Linked DNA regions of Sus scrofa: region 1 is linked to region 2. Evidence: chromatin contacts called from public Hi-C data. All regions are on one chromosome and are shown on one strand. Each heading gives the region's core, a stretch centred on a gene start, on an enhancer-like site or on the middle of the called end of the contact. The rest is flanking DNA. Distances are from core to core; before and after follow the strand shown. Region 1 holds the start of ZFX (zinc finger X-chromosomal protein). Region 2 overlaps EIF2S3 (eukaryotic translation initiation factor 2 subunit 3).

The links. Hi-C and Micro-C count contacts between places; a contact is called where the count stands out from the background.
Region 1: a Hi-C map of skeletal muscle shows a contact between it and region 2, with 4 times the contacts expected there. The contact joins the promoter of ZFX here to the enhancer-like site in region 2. A contact is called at or near these places in 2 of 5 promoter capture datasets (fetal liver and liver), 15 of 47 Hi-C or Micro-C datasets (alveolar macrophages, brain, embryonic fibroblasts and 9 more) and 1 of 2 datasets of contacts at active chromatin or transcription factors (alveolar macrophages).

What each region holds. Positions count from the first base shown.
Region 1 is chrX:20,218,833-20,222,303 of Sscrofa11.1, forward strand. It overlaps ZFX (zinc finger X-chromosomal protein), which reads left to right and starts at 1,980. Exons shown (of 8, transcript XM_021080656.1): 1 at 1,980-2,120.
Region 2 is chrX:20,144,274-20,148,190 of Sscrofa11.1, forward strand. It overlaps EIF2S3 (eukaryotic translation initiation factor 2 subunit 3), which reads left to right. Exons shown (of 13, transcript XM_003134980.6): 2 at 2,290-2,741; 3 at 3,287-3,350. The coding sequence starts at 2,673. Among named protein-coding and RNA genes, the nearest start is that of EIF2S3, 17 kb to the left of the region's middle. Within about 2 kb of position 2,203, at least 81 of the 83 cell types and tissues checked have an H3K27ac peak or open chromatin away from gene starts, as enhancers often do. A contact at or near this core is called in alveolar macrophages, brain, embryonic fibroblasts and 7 more, where this site is marked.

The sequences.
Region 1 (3,471 bases), core at 730-3,229, 74 kb after region 2:
AAAAATAATGGTTTATTGAATATAATTAATAGAACTAGGCTATCCTTTCCTTCCTATTTCCTATCAAAGTTAACAGTCTCTTTACAGATGAAAAGTAATGGCAAAAGGCTCTTTTGAAGTATCAATATCTAAACTACATCTGTTTTTTTATTTTATTCATTTACTTTTTTTGTCTTTTCTAGGGCCGCACCCACAGCATATGGAGGTTCCCAGGCTAGGGGTCTAATCAGAGCTGTAGCCATTGGTTTACATCAGAGCCACAGCAACGCCAGATCCGAGCCGCCTCTGTGACCTACAGCACAGCTCATGGCAAGCCGGATCCTTAACCCACTGAGCAAGGCCAGAGATTGAACTATCAACCTCGTGGTTCCTAGTCAGATTCGTTAACCACTGAGCCACGACAGGAACTCCTGGTTTTTTTAAATTGAGCAAAATCTTTCTTGTTTATGATCCTTGGCTCTTTTTTCTTACATGCTAGCGGACTTAGAAGTATTTGATGGTGGAGTTCCCTTCGTGGTGCAGTGGAAAGAAATCCGACTAGGAACCATGAGGTTGTGGGTTCGATCCCTGGCAGTGCTCAATGGGTTAAGAATCCGTCGTAGCCGTGAGCTGTGGTGTAGGTCACAGACGCAGCTCGGATCTGGCATTGCTGTGGCTCTGGTGTAGACCGGCAGCAACAGCTCTGGTTGGACTCCTGGCCTGGGAACCTCCATATGCCTTGGGTGCAGTCCTAAAAGGACAAAAGACAAAAGAAAAAAAAAAAAAAAAGTGTTTGGTGGTAATTCTGGAACAAAAATGATGACATCAGGTTGTGTTCATGCTGCTTATAGTAGCATGGTTGAGGAGATCCCATTCTTGACATGCCATACCATTAAATGGAGGTGCTAGGAAAGTACTTAAGTGCTGGTTATCAATATTTTGAAATCATGTTAGTGTGGGTATACAAGTTATTTCTCACTTTTTTTCACTTGAAAAAAAATTAGTCTTATTTACCTTTCTGTGAATACAGGCTATGTCACAGTGCAGTGGAATTTTCTATAACTGATGGAGACAAGTCATTTATCATTTAATCGCTTGAAAAAAATCAAGGTAAAAGCCTTCAGAGGAAATTTACCATCAAGTACATTCTCAGAGATTTCTTATTACTGTACCTTTGCTTTTTCTTTTTGAAAGCAATTTTATAATTGTAAGAGGTCTGAAGGAAAAGACCAATTGCATTCTGGGAGTTTTTAAAAAGTTGTGACAGGAAACTAAAATATAAGGCCTCTGTATTTAAAGAGACTTCACACCAATACGCTATTTGCTTTATAAATTTTGTGTTCTTTACTGTTTAAAAATACCTTTACCTAACATTTAGTGAATTGAATAAGGAATAAAGCATGTAAGATTCGGATGAATGTAAAGGATACGTTATTTAACGTTTAACTAGTAAGTTTTAGTCACAGTTTGGTTTCAAAGTTCAATATGGAAAAAGCATAAAAGTTTCACTGTTGAAAATGCCAAATACACACTTTTGGAGTTGATAGATGTTTTACTTAAACGTATTTTTCTAAGTCTTCTTAAACTTTGAAAAGCTTAAGTAGTTTGTAAAAAACATTCATTTCCCAATTCTGCTACCTCTCTCTGTATTTATTAAATGTGAAAAATTCATTATTTATAAAACAACTACACAAAACACATACTTCATAGACTCCCCGACTTTGAAATACAGAGAAAATATACACTCCAAATTCCTCTTTATTGCAATGTGCGAAACCGGTTCAAAATGTAACATTTTTCCTTATTTTTTCACCCCGTAAACTAATAAAATCAGGTTCCCTGATTGAACAATTATTAAAAAAAAAAATTAAACGGTTTAATAGGTGCTCTAGGATAACCCTTCTCCCCCTCCTCTTGCCCACACACTCATTTAGACTGGCAAGCCTATTTTCATTTTATTTCAAAGATCTTTTTTTTTTTTTTTATTTTTTTATAGCGAAGGCAGGGGACGGCGGGGGTTGCTAAATTTATCTTCTTCTCCAGCCACGGGAATGAAGAAAACACATTTACTGCGGGCGGGGGTCTGAGGGCCTGCAAACAACTCGAGCAGGCGCCTCGGCTAGGACCCGCGCGGAGAGGCGGTAGGTCTCCGGGGAGGGCCCGGGGGGCGGCCGCGGCCCACTGGAGATGGTGGGGGGCGGCCGGGCCGGGTGTGGGCCGCCTGCCTCTCCGCGGGGTCGGCGGACCGCGGCCCCGCGCGGGCTTTAGGGCCGAGGCGGCGGCAGCGGCGCGTGTGTAGCGGCGGCGGCGGGCGGGAGCGCGGAGGAGGTGGAAAGAAGGGGGGCGCTGTCACGGAGACTCCGGCCGCCGGAGACCCCGCCGCAGCGAGGCCACTGGGCTCCCCGGTCGCGGGGCGTGAGCGCGCCGACCGGGGCGCCAGGGGGACACACCGGGCGAAGGAGGGGGCCTATCTACCCTTCCGCATTTTCCTGGGTCTCTCTCCCGGGCGGTGACGTGACGTGCTGACGGCGGGCCCGTGCCGGGGAGCTGGGCCGCTTTTTGTCAGCTCCGAGCTCGGCCCCTCCTCCCTCCCTCCGCCCGCCCCACCAGCCGGAGCCCGGCCCAGTGCTCCAGAGAAAGGCCGGCCTGCAGCACCCGCCACCGTCGCCGACCGCCCGCACGCCCGTCCGGTGAGTTCCGGGCGCCGCCGCGGCCGTGGGGCCTAGAGCGCGCGCAGGGGCCTGGTCCCGGCCTGGTCGGCGGCCCGCGTGGCGCCCTTCCGCGCTAGGCCGGGTGGTGTGGCGCGCGGCGCCGAGCAGGCCCCAAGGAGGCCGCAGTTAGGCCTGGGGAGGAGCCCGGCTGCCCCGAGCGGCGGCGGAGGCGCGCTCCGCAAACGGGCGCGGGTTGGGGGAGGGTCGCTCGGTGCCTCGGGAGGCGGCTGAAGGGCCCCGGGTCGGTGCCGCGGCCGGCCCGGGGCACCGCGCGGGGGCAAGGCCTGGCAAGGAGGCGAAGGCTGCAGGCGTGAGGTGAAGGCCGCAGGCCGGCCGGGCCGATTTTCGCTATGTAAATATCGGCGGGGGGGGAGGGACGGGGGACAAGATGGCGGAGGCTCGGCGCCTGCTGCAGGGGACGATTGAGGGGGTTGCCGGGAGGGGGAGCCGCCATCTTGAAGGCGGTGTCTGAAGTGAAAATTCCGCTACAGCCCGTGAGGGGGGGTTGGAGAGCGGGCGGCGGCGGCGCCGGCGGATCCGGTGCCGGGCTCCGAAGGCCCGGCGCGGCTGCGTGTGCGCGCGGAGGGGGCGTGCTCGCTCCCCACAGCGGCCATTGCCCTCGCCGCCATAATGGTCGCTCCAGCTTCTGGCGCTCGGCGGCAGCGCCACCTTCCTGCCCTGCCTGCCTGCCGCAGCCCCGTGACTGGCTGCTGCTTCCGCTGCATTTCAGCTGTGCTGCCGCAGGCGGCCATCGTTGGCCCCTGGGTGCAGGGGCCATCTC
Region 2 (3,917 bases), core at 953-3,452:
TTAAAGATCCAGTGTTGCCATGAGCTGTGGTATGTAGGTCAAAGACGTGGCCAGCAGTTACAGCTCCAACTGACTCCTAACCTGGGAACCTCCTTATGCCACAGGTGCAGCGGTAAGAAAACAACAACAAAAAATGGTGAATTTTATGATATGCAAATTTATCTCAGTAAAACTATTTACTTATTTATCTTTTTTTGGCTGCCCTGCAGCATATGGAGTTCCAAGCCCAGGGATCAGATCTGAGCCACATTTTGGGACCTCTGCTGCAGGAGCTGCTTTAACACCAGATCCTTAACCCACTGTGTCAGGCTGGGGATCGAACAGTCCTTTCATAACTCCAGAGATGCCACCTATCCCATTGCGCCACAGCAGGAATACCAAGTCAGTTTCTTAAAAAAGAGTACACTTGTATTTGCCTATGAATCCCAGCTCTGCTACTTATTAGCGGTGGAATTGTAAGCATGTTAGCTAATCTTTTTAAGACTCAGTTTCTTCACCTGTAAAATGGGAATAATAGTATATACCTCATTAGATTGTTGTGAGACTTAAATAAAAATTAATACTTGTTAAGTTCATGTCAATGTTAATATTATTCTTACTAATGGCATGATTTTCAGTGACATTTATACTCCCAATAAGTTTCCAACAGTAAAGCATATTATGTATTATTACCAACAAATTTTATATTTTTATTGATATAATTCGCATACCATAAGCCACCCTCTCCCCCCTTTTTTTCTCTTTGAAGCAGAGAAAGGACCAAGCAAGAACAACAGGTGGCACATGCTCAAAAACCCTGAGCTCCCCAATTGTTTGGGGGGGGGGAGAAATTTTTATAGGCAAAATATGGGTTGAAGGCTGCAAGGTATGTGACTACCATCAATCAGTGGTGAGGTAGTAGGGTGGTACTTTAGGAATCTTGTACTCAGCCATAAGTAAGTTGCCATCCTCTACCTAGGTGGGTGCCTTTGTTCTGAAGTTCAGGTTCTTTATGTCTTTATGTTTATGCCCAGAAAGAATTTGGCAAGAGGCAAAGTGATAAGTAAGAAGTAGATTTATTGAGAGAGATAGAGTGGGTGCCATCTCAGAAGGCAGGAGGTCAAGATTCTCACACACACACACACACACACACACACACACACCTTTTTATTTTTTGGCTGCCCAGCAGCATATAGAGTTTCTGTGCCAGGGAATCAGATCCTAGCAGCAGTTGGAATCTACACCAAAGCTGTGGAAATTCTGGATCCTTAAACCCACTGTGCCTGGCCGGGGATTGAACCTGCTGCATCCTAGCATTGCAGAAATGCCACTAATCCCATTGTGCCACAACAGGAACTTCAAGATTCACCCTTTTAAACAGTACAATTAAAAAAATTTTTTTAAATTACATTTGCAGTTGTGGAACTATCACCACTAATTCCACATCTTTATTCAACGGGTTTCCTGAATTGGCTGGTACCATCTAACTGTGTAGAATGTAAGATAAATTCTACACTTAGGAACTTAAAAATTTAGAAGTTATATTTCCATGGAGGCATTTAGTTTCTAAATTACCAATTATAAACTTAGGAACTACATGCCTCCACCCAAATGCAATATACTGTACAGTTTCTACCATCACTTAACTAATGAATTATTGAAATTTTACCTATTTCAGCTAAATTGCTGTACCTGAAACTTAGGGGATAGAAAACATATTAATTTCAACCTTACATAAGTATTCAATGACCACAGATAACCTAAATTCTTATTCATCTCTCCTTACGTTTTTTTTCCTGTCTAGAAATGAATACCTGTACATGATAGAAAATTTGCAAAGCGTAGAAATTTTCATGGGGAGAAACGAACCTTACTGGAATTCTTTTTAACAGGATTAAAAAAGGGTCAGTATCAAAAATTCAAAATTTTTAAAATACCGATTTATTGGTAACCTTTCCAGTTAAGAAGTGGGTTTGCTCGGTCGCCTCTTTAAGATACCCCTTTGGGCGCTCTCATGACATTCAGCTTCTTTGCCGTGCTAACTCCATTAGCGCCACCATGGACCACCTCCCTGGCTCTAGAAACCTCTCTGAGAACAAGTTAGACTTTGCTTTTCCCATCTCTGGGTTGAACGTCCGCGCGAGGGCGCCCTTCCTACCGCCCGCCAGCTCAGCGGGCCCCCACCTCCGGGCCCAGAGCCCCAATCACAGACCAGCAGGACCCAGAGCCGATCTCGGCTTACTCAATCATAGAATGTGTAAAGAAGGACTTTCCCACTGTCTATCCTCACACCCCCGATAAAATTCTCAGGTTCCGGGCAACTCTTTGGACCACCCCCACGAGAAACGGATATGGTTACACCCGCGTCCGCGCGCGCGCGTCGGTTGCATCACCCGCCAGCAAGGGGCCTCTCGTGCGGCTGCCCTCAGCGTTGCCTGCACAAATATCCAACAGGACGGCTACGAATAGATCCCGAAACTTCGCCTGGTGTTTTCTAGTCAGCCTGCTGGCAGGCACAATATAAATTCATCAAGATAGAAGTCTAAGCGGCAAGGCCTCCGCTGCGCCGACCATCCTCCTCTCCCAGGCCTGAGCCCTAGTCGGCCTTCCTGCCTCTGCGGCCCCGCCCCGCACGCGGGGGCCTGCTCACCGCCAGGCCGCCGTCAGGGCCACTTCCTTCCTCTCCGGGCAAGATGGCGGGGGGCGAGGCTGGTGTGACTTTAGGGCAGCCGCATCTTTCTCGGCAGGATCTCGCGACTTTGGTAAGGCATTGATCTGGGAGGATGTGGAGTGTGCCCGGGAGTGGGGATGACCAGGCCTCCCGGGAGGGTTTTGAGACAAGGCAGTGCCACGCTGTCGGAAGCGTGGATTTGGGAGGGAGCCCCGAAGCCCGGCGTGCTCGCGCCGCCCCGGGCGCCTCCACCAGCCTGCGAGCTGGGCATGGGGCTGTAAGGTCGTGGACCTGGAGCCCCCCCGAATGCTTGGGCTGGAAAGTCACGGTGTTTTTCACTTCGGAAGGTCTGGGAAGGGAGTGTCTGCATTGTCTTTAATGCAAATGCTCTCAAGGTTGGGGGGATCTCGAGCCTTCACATTTCCCATTGTCAGTGGAGGTGTAGTCTTGTGTAACAACGAAGGACTTTTAGGGCTTCCCAGTCGTCACTGTCGGAGATTGCTTGCACAGGAAAAGCGCTTTAGAAGTGGAAGAGGGCTATTCAAACGGTGGCGAGATGTAGGTAGCAAATGTAAATGTCAAAATTGTGATTCGTCCCATGTTCAGCGATTTAAAATGAAAAATGTTTGATTGCAGGATGTTACCAAGTTGACACCACTTTCACATGAAGTGATCAGCAGGCAAGCCACAATTAACATAGGTAAGCTAAGAATAACTTGGAGGCCTGACTGGATTAATCTCCGGCAAATAATTTTAATCTCTCTCTGTGTGTGATTATCTGAATTACGTGAAGATGCATATATTCAGGTAATACATGTTGAGTTGTTGTGAACAAAGTACCTGCTACATTTTTTGGGGAAGCCCATGTTGCCCGTGCCTAGCTTTCAGACTGGGCAAAGAAGAAAAGATAAAGACATGAAAATTTTAATAGCATAAAGCGATAGATAGTCATGTAGCAGTTTAAAGAAGAGAGAGAAATGTGACTGTACTTGCCACACAGGGTTATTGCAAGGGCAGAGTTTGCAAAAGTTTTGTTTGCTATATAAGCTGTTATTAACTAGAGTATTTTTTCCCTTAATTGGCACCTAGAACTTGAAAGGGGAAGTTAAGTTGACTGAGTGTAAATTTTGCGTATTTGAGAGTCTGTATAAACAACACAGTAAAATCTAGTTAAAAGTAAGGTTCTGCCATGAGGCTGTTAAAAAGTTACATGGTATGTGCTACTCTTTACCGCATTACTCTAATTAATGCTGAGTTTTCTTGTTGT